Linked DNA regions of Xenopus tropicalis: region 2 is linked to region 1. Evidence: chromatin contacts called from public Hi-C data. All regions are on one chromosome and are shown on one strand. The core of a region is the stretch at or near the end of the contact, and the rest is flanking DNA. Distances in the headings are between cores, read along the strand shown. Region 1 has its middle 23 kb from the start of fut11. Region 2 has its middle 22 kb from the start of fut11.

Region 1 (5,439 bases), core at 1,744-4,243:
TCGGGCAGATATCGATCGGGCAGGTTAAAAAATCTAGTCGGATCGCGGACGGTCCCTGAGATTGTCCAGAGATTGAACAATACTTTAAATTGTTTAGAAATTAGGACCTCCTGCAGGGGCTGCCTTCTCTGTAGTTACACCCCTGGTGGCACTGTATCATAAGCCTTAGTAAAATAGTATTAATACTGCTACACCATTGTCCAAATTCATTAGGTACAGAGGCTGAGTACATCAATGAGGGACTTTATTACTTCTCCTCTGTAAGTGTAATTTTAATTGTGGAATAAATTGTTTTTGGCAAATTACACCAGGGCAGTGCACCCTTGTTTTTTTGATCCATTAAATTCGCAAATGAAACAGCCTTGTGTGACCGTGGCGTTATATTTCCTCAAATCCTTTTGTTAAGGGTGAAGACACACAGAGCTACTAGTAGCAGCTACTTGTCACGGCTACTAAAATAGACAATGCTGATCATTTACTGATAACTGTCTCTACATGTGTTTTAGCAGAGGCAATTCTCAGTATTGTCTATGGCAGGGTATTTTCTGGTGTTTAGTAGCTGTGACAAGTAGTTGCTACTAAGTAGCTCTGTGTGTCTTCACCCTAAAGACTCAACAAGTGAGAGCTGGAAGAAGATAAGGATTAATAGCCTGGTTAAAATGTAACTAAACCCTCACTACTCATGGGAAGAGTCCATTGGGCCCTGAAGCCTTTTTACATTTATATTCTTTAAACAACATATTGGGAGTGCCAGCCGATATATGAAGCAGCTACTACTTTTAGATAAGGCTGCTTCATAAGTCAGTAGTGTCCAGGTTCTCTGCTAACTGCAATACTAATACAGCAGAAGCAGGAGCGCTGTTTCGAGGGGTATCCCCCCTCTTTCTCAAGTGCCAAATAAAGAATAACAAAGGGCAAGGAAAGTTTTATTCACTCCTCTTAATAAAAGTGCTATTATTGGGCCCTGGGCATTTCTCCTTGTTGAATAATGCACAGCCCGGGAGTATTATTCCACTAAGTGCCACACTGCGATGTACTCTGTACTTTACTGCACGCGCGAGTGGTCTGGCAAAGCCAAGGGATCCCTGGGAAATGGCAAAACATGGCGGGGTGGTGCTCAATAGAACAGTAACCTGGACTGGTGTGTTTTTTAGTGAAGAAGCCAACTGACCTGGGGTTCAAGGTAAGAGATTATATTGTCTGGGGTGGGCCCCTAACAAACTGACTCCCCCCAGTGAATAACAATTGTATTTTCACTGTGTTCCTTGGTTTAATGCTGTGTTTGCCACTTGAGACGGGGCCATAAAACATTGCGCAGCGACTTTTACTGTTTCTTGTAAAGTAATCCTTGCTCACCTGATTTCTGGTAAAGCTTCCTTGTATCAACAACGTATAGACAATGATATTCTGAGATAATTTGTGGTATTTGTGGTTTTTCAATTATTCAGCAGTTTGGAATGTTAGCAGGTGGTTGCTAGGGTCTTGGTTAAGGTTAAATAACAATAATAATAATATATATATATATCCTTCCCAACTGGAAAGTTGTTTTCTGACCCAAAGCATTGAGCTGTTGCGTGGGACACACCACATACTATTAAAGATATAAAATCACCCTTGATGTACAGTAGGCTTAGGTCAACATAGGGAACTTTTAATGTCCATTCATATTTTGAAAAGTAGTTTTTTAGTGTCAATATCACTTTAAGAAGCCATTTGCTATAAAGCCCCTTTCCATAAGAACTAAGGCCTGGCTGTAAGCAGAAGGGATTAGTAACAATGTAACTGGCTTATTTCTAGGTATCCTTTTACTACCTAATAAACAGCATACCGTATGTTTAATAGATTTGGTATTTAAAAAAAACAACTGGTTGTAAAACTATAGGAAGAACCCCCTTACCATTTCCTTCTAGTTAAAGGACCAGAAAATGCTCAATATAAAAGAGTATAGGGAATATAAAGCTACTGGACATCACTAAGGAGTGGAGTATACAGGTATAGGACCTGTTATTCAGAATGCTGTGGACCTGGGATTTTCTGAATAAGGGGTCTTCCCTACATTTGAAGCTCTATACCTTAAATCTGCTAAAAATCGTTTAAACATGAAATAAACCCAATAGGGCTGTTCTGCCCCCAATAAGGGGTAATTATATCTTAGTTGGGATCAAGTACAGGTACTGTTTTATTATTACAGAGAAAAGGGAATCATTTAAGCATTAAATAAACCCAATAGGGCTGTTCTGCCCCCAATAAGGGGTAATTATATCTTAGTTGGGATCAAGTACAGGTACTGTTTTATTATTACAGAGAAAAGGGAATCATTTAACCATGAAATAAACCCAATAGGGCTGTTCTGCCCCCAATAAGGGGTAATTATATCTTAGTTGGGATCAAGTACAGGTACTGTTTTATTATTACAGAGAAAAGGGAATCATTTAACCATGAAATAAACCCAATAGGGCTGTTCTGCCCCCAATAAGGGGTAATTATATCTTAGTTGGGATCAAGTACAGGTACTGTTTTATTATTACAGAGAAAAGGGAATCATTTAACCATTAAATAAACCCAATAGGGCTGTTCTGCCCCCAATAAGGGGTAATTATATCTTAGTTGGGATCAAGTACAGGTACTGTTTTATTATTACAGAGAAAAGGGAATCATTTAACCATGAAATAAACCCAATAGGGCTGTTCTGCCCCCAATAAGGGGTAATTATATCTTAGTTGGGATCAAGTAAAAGGTACATGAGAAAAAGTAAATTGTTTTTTTAAATTTGAGCCTATGGGAGAAGCCCATTATCTTGAGCTTTCTGGATAACAGATCCCAGATAACAAATCCCATCCCAGATCTTTGCCCTTGGCCCATTGTCCCATAGCCCCACAGTATATGGTCTCTTTCCTGCAGACAAGTTTCTGTTTCCCGGCGCCCCTGGCCCATTACACAGACTTGCAACACCAGTGCATAGGGGTTTATACACAGTGGGAAATAGGGAACTTTAATGCTACACACCCATCTGAAGCAGAAGTGGCGGTTATATATTTAACATATTGGTGCAATCTAGTGGTTGGCATTGAGCAAAATGGAATAGATTTACCCTCATGTGGTTTATACATTTCCACAGAATTTTCAAATAATCACGAGATCTAAAAAGGGAGAAAAGTAACACACATGGTACGGCCGGGAGTGATAGAGGATCAGACCAAAAGCCATGGCAACACTTAAAGGGGTGGTTCACCTTTCATTTAACTTAGAATTAGCCATTCTACAACATACTAAGCAACTTTTCAATTGGTCTTCATAATTTATTGTTTATAGTTTTTGAATTATTTGTCTTCCTCTTCACTTCCAACTTTCAAATGGGGGTCACTGACCCCGGCAGCCAAAAAACTATTGCTCTATGAGGCTCCAGTTTTATTGTTATTGTTATTTTTTATAACTTAGTTTTCTGTTCAGTTCCTTTCCTATAAATATGTCACTGCCTGGTTGCTAAGGTGATTTGACCCAAGCAACCAGATAACTGCTGTAGAGTTGCCGAACAAAAAGTGAAATAATTTAATGTGAAATCTGATATAGATGTATGATACCTCTTGTATTGGCTGTATGTAATATGTATAACCGAAATAGTTTATAAATATATGTTATAATAATAATAATCATAATGATAATTATATCCCCTCAGTTGCACTGAGGGTCCCACCTATGGGTGGGTTTTTAATACTAAATACCTGGATAATATACAAGTGTATTTGGAGCGTTATCCCCACTGTTTCCATAGTGACTATACTGTCCCTTCTGGGGTTAATATGCAGATTATCCATCATCTGTAGTAATTATACTGCACATCTGGGGTTAAAATGCCCATTATCTATTTTATTATTATTATTATTATTATTATTTCTACTGGTTCATCTGGGGTTAATATGCTCATCATTATCTATTTTCTGTAGTAATCATACTGGCACATCTGGGGTATGTTTTGTTAAAGGGATTCTGTCATGATATTTATGGGGTACATTTTATTTTAAATGACACTGTTACACAGCAAATAATTCCCTCTGCCATTTAACCTTTTATTCTTGAGCCAACAAATGTATTTGTAGCTGTAATATTGGTGTGTAGGCGCCATCTCAGTGCATTGTGCCTGAGTCTGAGCTTTCAGCCAGCGCTACACATTAGAACTGCTTTCAGCTAACCTATTGTTTCTCCTACTCCCATGTAACTGGAGGAGTCCCAAGCCGGACTTGGATTTCTTACTGTTGAGTGCTATTCTGATACCTACTGGGAGCTGCTATCTTGCTCCCTTTCCATGGTTCAGCTTATCGGCTGCTGGGAGGGGGGGGGGGATATCACTCCAACTTGCAGCGCAGCAGTAAAGTGTGACTGAAGTTTATCAGAGCACAGGTCACATGGCTGTGGCACCCTGGGAAATGAAGAATATGGCTAGCCCCATGGGAAAAACAGATTACAATGCAGGATTCTGCTGGAGAAGCTCTATTAACTGATGGGTTTTGGAAAAAAACATGTTTTCCCGTGACAGTATTCCTTTAAGGTTAATTACATTCCATTGTATCTTGTTTCCTGATTACAGGCACTGACCTGTTTTACTGCCCTAGATTTCGGGTTCCTCCTTCCTGGTTGGTCAGTTATTTGGTATCACAGTCTCAGGCCCATAACATGAGTCAGAACCATTCATGCGTGTAATGTGAATTCTTCTGTATTTTTCCTAAGCCATAATACATGGCTTTTTGTAGTTAATATAACATGTCCTGTATGCCAGCGCTTAACCCAAATAGAACACAAAAATAAAACAATTAAAATGGAAAAAAGGCTTGCCGAACAGTAACTGATGCTGTGGGAAATAGTATTGCAGTTGCCATTCCTCTGCAAATAGAAAGCCAACATATAATTCATATAAAGTTCAATATCTTCCCTTTTTATCTTGCTTTATCAAAAATCTAGTCGGATCTGGGACTGCATTGGCTTGTTGATGTGGTCCCCGGACTGAATTTTTCCTATACCCATCGTTATAATTCAATCATTTGGCCCCAGGGCCCACCTGTAGATGGGGATGTCGGGAGAAGAGCCGCTCACTTGGCGACATCGACAAGCTAGCGGATCGGCCCGTGTATGGGGCCCTTTAGAGTTTGATTCTCTGGCTACAGTATGAAACCGGCGGCTCATCCAACTTATAGTTTATCCCAGTCTCCCCACAGAGGCTTCATGCAGGGACCTAACCAAGTTACATAAGTAGGTGTCACCATAAGCACTGGGACTACACTCATTAATGAACAGATCAAACATGAATTCCATTAATTACAAGTATGAGCCTATAAATAGCCATGGCAGGTAATTAACACAAGACTCAACGTTCTTACTGTGATGCTGATGTCACATATTGTATAATGAGACACATAACTGATAACATTGTGTCTTAAATAGTGA
Region 2 (5,439 bases), core at 2,033-4,532, 45 kb before region 1:
AGCTAGTATAAATAAATCTAAAGCAACAGTTGTTTTAGATTTATTTATACTAGATATCCCTTGAGTCAACGCCCTTTTTTATACAAGACAGCACTTTATTTGCTTTAGTAGCCACAGAATGACACTGCACTTTAGTATCATCAGCAAAAATAGAAACAGTACTTTCTAGTCCCACCTCCAGATCATTAAAGGAACAGTAACATCTAAAAATGAACATATATTAAGGGAATGGCAATATAACATACTGTTGACCTGCACTGGTAAAACTGGTGAGTTTGCTTCAGAAACCCTACTATAGTTTATATAAACAAGCTGCTCTGTAGCCATGGGGGCAGCCATTCAAGCACAGGATACACAGGAGACAACAGACAAGCTGTGCAGAATCCAATATAATAACCAACAATATAATTGGTGATTGACTGTTACCTGCTGATACCTAAGCCATGTTGAAAAATCACAGTGAGTACCTTAATATTGTAATGTTTCATATTTATTGTGCAGATTATTGTTGGGGTGTTACAAAGCTGAAACTGGTACAGACAGCCCTAAGAACAGGTGGCAACCCTAGAACTACCGTACCCAACATGCTAAAGGGATCCTGCCTCCATACAGTGATCCCTGGGATGCAGCACAGTGAAACTGGGTAAGTACTGGAGATGATGAATAAATATATGTGTCAGTACTAGCTGCATAATTACATGTAATTACATTACTAGCTAGTTGCATAATTCACATGTAAGTACATAGTGATCATATATAGGTCAGCTTTAATACATGTTTCATGGCCTGAACAGACTGGATAAAAAAGAACAACACAATATAGAGAATAACAGCATATATTTAGCATCTCCTAGACCAGCACACAAACTGCTAATTTATAGGTGTGATGGGGAAATTAAATCAACAGAATAAGAACCAGGGTTGCTTTAGGTTGGAGCCACAGCGGGGAACCCCAGACCCCTTGAGAATTTCCAGTTTAGACAAGTGCCATGCATTTAGTGTGGCAGCTATGATTCTTCTTCTGTGTTTCAGAAGTCAGAACCAGCAGTAATTACATTTACAAATAACTGTAAACCCAGTGATTTTTTTTTTTAAATGTATTACTGGAAAGTTGCTTAGAATTATACTTTCTTTCACTTGGCAATGATCCGTTTTGGGTGGAGTTTGCCTATAATGAGAATACATTGAAGCAGTTATATTATTGGCAGTATTAAATATTGGTTAATTGTATTTTCCTGTCATAACTTGGGTGCAAGGTTACATTTTACAAGACTAGAATTGCCATAACAGTTGTGCAAATTGACCCCAGTCATTAATGCTCCTAACACACCAATGCTTCCAGTTAATATTTCCGGATAAATCACACACAAATGCAGCATCTGACACAGGGGAACCCTGGAGCTACTGCCTATGGGCTCCCACTGGTCACTGTGTCAGAACAAGCAATGACAATGCACTTAAAGATTCAGGAACTGATGTCATTTTGATGCCAAACATTGGAAATGATGCCAACTGGATTTAAAAAACCTTTGTTGAAATTTATGTCAAATATGGGTGCAAGCACAATTGGGTGGCTGCACTCACCCCAAGAGTAACTCCCCCTGGTGGATGCAATGGTGAAGTTCTGATCAAAAACACTCACTGTGAGTATAAAACATGGCACATTAGGGTTGATTCACTAAAGTGCATTAAAACGAGCGCTATTTATAGCATGCGTTAAAAATGTTATTGCGTCTAATTTTTCGCGTCTTAACGCACAATTCACTAAAAGCATACTTGCTTTAATTTGGACGCGATGCTGCTTGTGTTATTTAAGTCGCGAAGACTATTTTCGTGCGGTATTTGACGGAACGCGCGCTAATCAACACATTGCGCACAAATAGTTGCAGCATGCGAAAAAACACACACCATATTAGCCATACACGGCATTACTTTCGTAAAACTACTTTTCTGAAAATGCCCATTTCCCTGCAAACTGGCGGCTGCATCACTCTGGGGCCAACACAGACTGGAATAAATCCCACTGCAAAGTCCGTATTGTGTTGCCAAAAGCTCATGAACTGTACCTTTCTATAATTACCGCCTGGCCCAAGTAGGTGTTAATTTTCGCACGGACTAATGCGATATTTAGCGCGTCTAAGTGTTTGTGAATCATGTGTTAGTATTATTTCTGCGCGCTAATTTACGCAATGCGGTAAAATTAACACATGCGGTTGCGTGTAAATTAACACACGCAATAATACTTTAGCGCTTTGGGTCCCACGGGAGAAAAGCACTTTATAAATGTTTGTTGTTGTTGTTGAATCACGCATTTTTTTCACGTCAATTTTAACACAAAAAAAAGTGCGATAAAACTTATCGATCTTTAGTGAATCAATCCTATTGTGTCAAAAATTGCACTTGGGTAAGTGCTAAGCCAACACCCTTTAGGGTAACGGTACATGGAGAGTTTTGGCACTCATGTTAAATCATGAACGACAAAATGGCTGAAATGCCTTGCCTTTATCCACAATGAAAATTTTTGATAATTCATTTAAATCACATACAATTGCCTACCTGAAACCGACCCCAACACTGCATCAATTTAGAAAATTGCACCTGTTTGGCTCATCTCCGACATCACCAGAGAGGCCAGTGCAGGAGTTGGTGTTTAGAGTATATATATATATATATATAGACCAAAATCATCCAATGAGGAATCCGCATTCACAGGACTGTGCAAAAAAAGAATTTTTATTGAAAAACAAAACTGACGTTTCGGCTGTGGCTACAGCCTTTCTCAAAGGTTTTTGTTTTTCACTCCAGATGAAGGTTTCTGTGTGAGACCGAAACGTCGAGTAATTAACCTTTCTATTCTTACATTTACATTTTGCTCACAATTCTTTAAATCCTAGGCGTGCTGTCCTTGTTCCTGTATATATATATATATTATATATAGAAGGGTAGAATGACAGCAATTGCCTTCTGCCTGTGACCCGCAGCAGGGGAAATTGGGGAAACCTGAGCCTATCGGACCTGCAGGTACACCCACCAGTCCTGTAGCATTAATGGCAATGTATTTCAGGCATTTTTATGTCCGTGATTTAACACAGGTATTATAACATGTGTCATTGCCCTTAAGGAGAACATACATTTTCAGAGAACATAACCCATTTTGAGCTGAGGAGACAGAGTATTATTGCCAATGGAATGGCCTTGTATGGGCCTGAAAGCAATACAGAGAGCGCTGAGAAGAGGAAACTGAATGTGACAGTCACTGGATAAAGATTACGCCACACCTTGGCTCCAGTTCCACGCCTGACGTGTCAGCATTGCAGCACTGCTTATAGGAAATCAGCTGTGTCAGTACAGTAACTCATTGTAGCTTCAGTTTTCTCTGATGCAGAGAATTGTAGTTCTGTAATATCTGCTTTTGGACGTCACTGGAATAACATATAACTGGAAAATGACTTTTGAAAAATAAAGGGGATGTAAACCCTAAAGGGATAAAATGTAGTTCCCAGAATCTGCTGGAGTCTTGAAACAATGCAGCCAATCATCTTCAGCCTCCTACTCTCAGGTCCTATTAACTCCATCTTGAAAACATGAAATTATGGTGTATGTGTACATGACCGGAAAGCCCCAGAATCCTTATTTATTAAAGCAATGCCAGGTGCAAAGTGCAGTTTCAGATACAAATCACGGGGCACAATGGTTTCAGATCTGCGTTGAAGTGCATGTGGATCCTCAGTCCTTGAAATATTATTGGCCGGCAAGTCGGTCTAAGTTATGTTAATCTTTTCTTGTGAAGTTTTCAGTAAAAAACATAAAAACCCTTATTAGTGCCCTGTAGAGACCACTCTGGCAAATACCCTGCTGCTGAACTCCTGTTGGCTCTAAAGAGACATTTATTGCCTTTGTGCCATCAGTGATTCTATCATTTGTTCAAGTTAATATAACTCTAAAGGCCAACTAATCCAAAAAAACATCCATGTAAGTTAAATGTGAGACACAAGATTGGAATCAGGAGGTTTTTTGGTGGTTTTTATGTCATTTCACGTGTTTTGTAGTAACGGGCAGAAACGTAAGGGAAGAGGAAGCTGAAAATGTGATGATTAATGAAAAGATTGTGTTTATCTGCGGTAGAACTCAGCTGCACAGAGCGTCACAGGAATGACATTTTCTTACCTGAGGGAAACCAAAATAACAACATATCACATACCCTGTGTGACTCACTATAGCTGCGGGGTCACAAGGTTTTTTATTCTCAATTTTAGTTTTCCTTTTGCTGTGCATCCGGCTGCTATTTTCCTTACTGAGGGTTTGTTGGGATGTCTACAGTTCATGTGAGGAGCTAAAAGCCCCACAGTTTCATCTCTTACTGAGCCCTAAGAGAGACTTTGGAGCTGCCCATCTCTTGCCCTCTGGTGGCAATCACCGACTGCCAGCCAATATTCTTCTGCGCCTGTTCCTGGTTGGCAATTGCCGGCAGAGAGTAATCTGCTTCCCTAGACATGCTGGACATGTAGGGACTAAAGGGAGAGAGTCTTGCTGTACATGGGGGGGAGAGGGTCATTCTTGCCTTTTACAAGTCCTGGTAAGGCCCCTTCGAGAATATGTAGAGCAGTGAAAAAGTGAAAGATTTGGGCAGAGTCTCAGATATTGAATATAAAACACTAATTTTAGCAAAGATTTGCAGTTTGGCACTTGTGAGTAGAAACTAGAAGGACATTTTTGACCATTTTGGATTAAGCAGAATGTGTCCTCACATCTCACATTAATGCTGACTAGTGTCCTTAGGACTAAGTGTCCCAGTATTCCAAACCATTGCCGGCCACATGGGAGCTGGGTGTTCCAATACCCTAAACTAATTCTGAGTACAATGGACATTCCAGGATCACAAACTAATACTCACTGCACAGGGGTGTCCCAGTTCTGCAATCAGAAGTTGATATTATTTGGATCTAGAGAAATATCTTGTTCCCAAACCCCAACCATTACACCCCCATGCTGTGTTATAGAGACTTTAGCAAAACTTGCTGTAGTTGCTTATCATGATGGGATGATAAACCTTACGCTAGCCTAATGAATGGCTTTACCTTCCCTATGAGTGCTACACTCAAGTCCACATTGGGTGAGGTTCCTACAGGATGGCAAGACTCTGTGCTTAAGTATGTTTGGGTTATATCTATGAAACACTAAAACCTATAAAACAAGATCTTAATATGTGATATTGCAACAACAATCATATCTATTCAGAATACAATTCATGTACATTTAAACCTTCCTGGTCATGACTGTTAGTGGGATGAAGGCAGGCACACACTTATAATACTGTACAACCAATGACTTATTAGTATACGATTAAGCAACATGCAGTAGAGCTGGGCTGCTGAACTTCTTCATCATTCTTCATCATCAGGGCAGAGGCAGACATCTTGAAAACACATAACTTTTAAA

The links. A called contact is a pair of places that touch in the nucleus more often than the background predicts.
Region 2: a contact with region 1 is called in a Hi-C map of liver, with 4 times the contacts expected there. The contact joins two enhancer-like sites. A contact is called at or near these places in 5 of 5 Hi-C or Micro-C datasets (brain, gastrula embryo, liver and 2 more).

The regions. Positions count from the first base shown.
Region 1 is chr1:200,942,530-200,947,968 of UCB_Xtro_10.0, reverse strand. No RefSeq gene overlaps it. Among named protein-coding and RNA genes, the nearest start is that of fut11, 23 kb to the left of the region's middle. Within about 2 kb of position 2,993, at least 2 of the 11 cell types and tissues checked have an H3K27ac peak or open chromatin away from gene starts, as enhancers often do. A contact at or near this core is called in liver, where this site is marked.
Region 2 is chr1:200,987,829-200,993,267 of UCB_Xtro_10.0, reverse strand. No RefSeq gene overlaps it. Among named protein-coding and RNA genes, the nearest start is that of fut11, 22 kb to the right of the region's middle. Within about 2 kb of position 3,282, at least 3 of the 11 cell types and tissues checked have an H3K27ac peak or open chromatin away from gene starts, as enhancers often do. A contact at or near this core is called in liver, where this site is marked.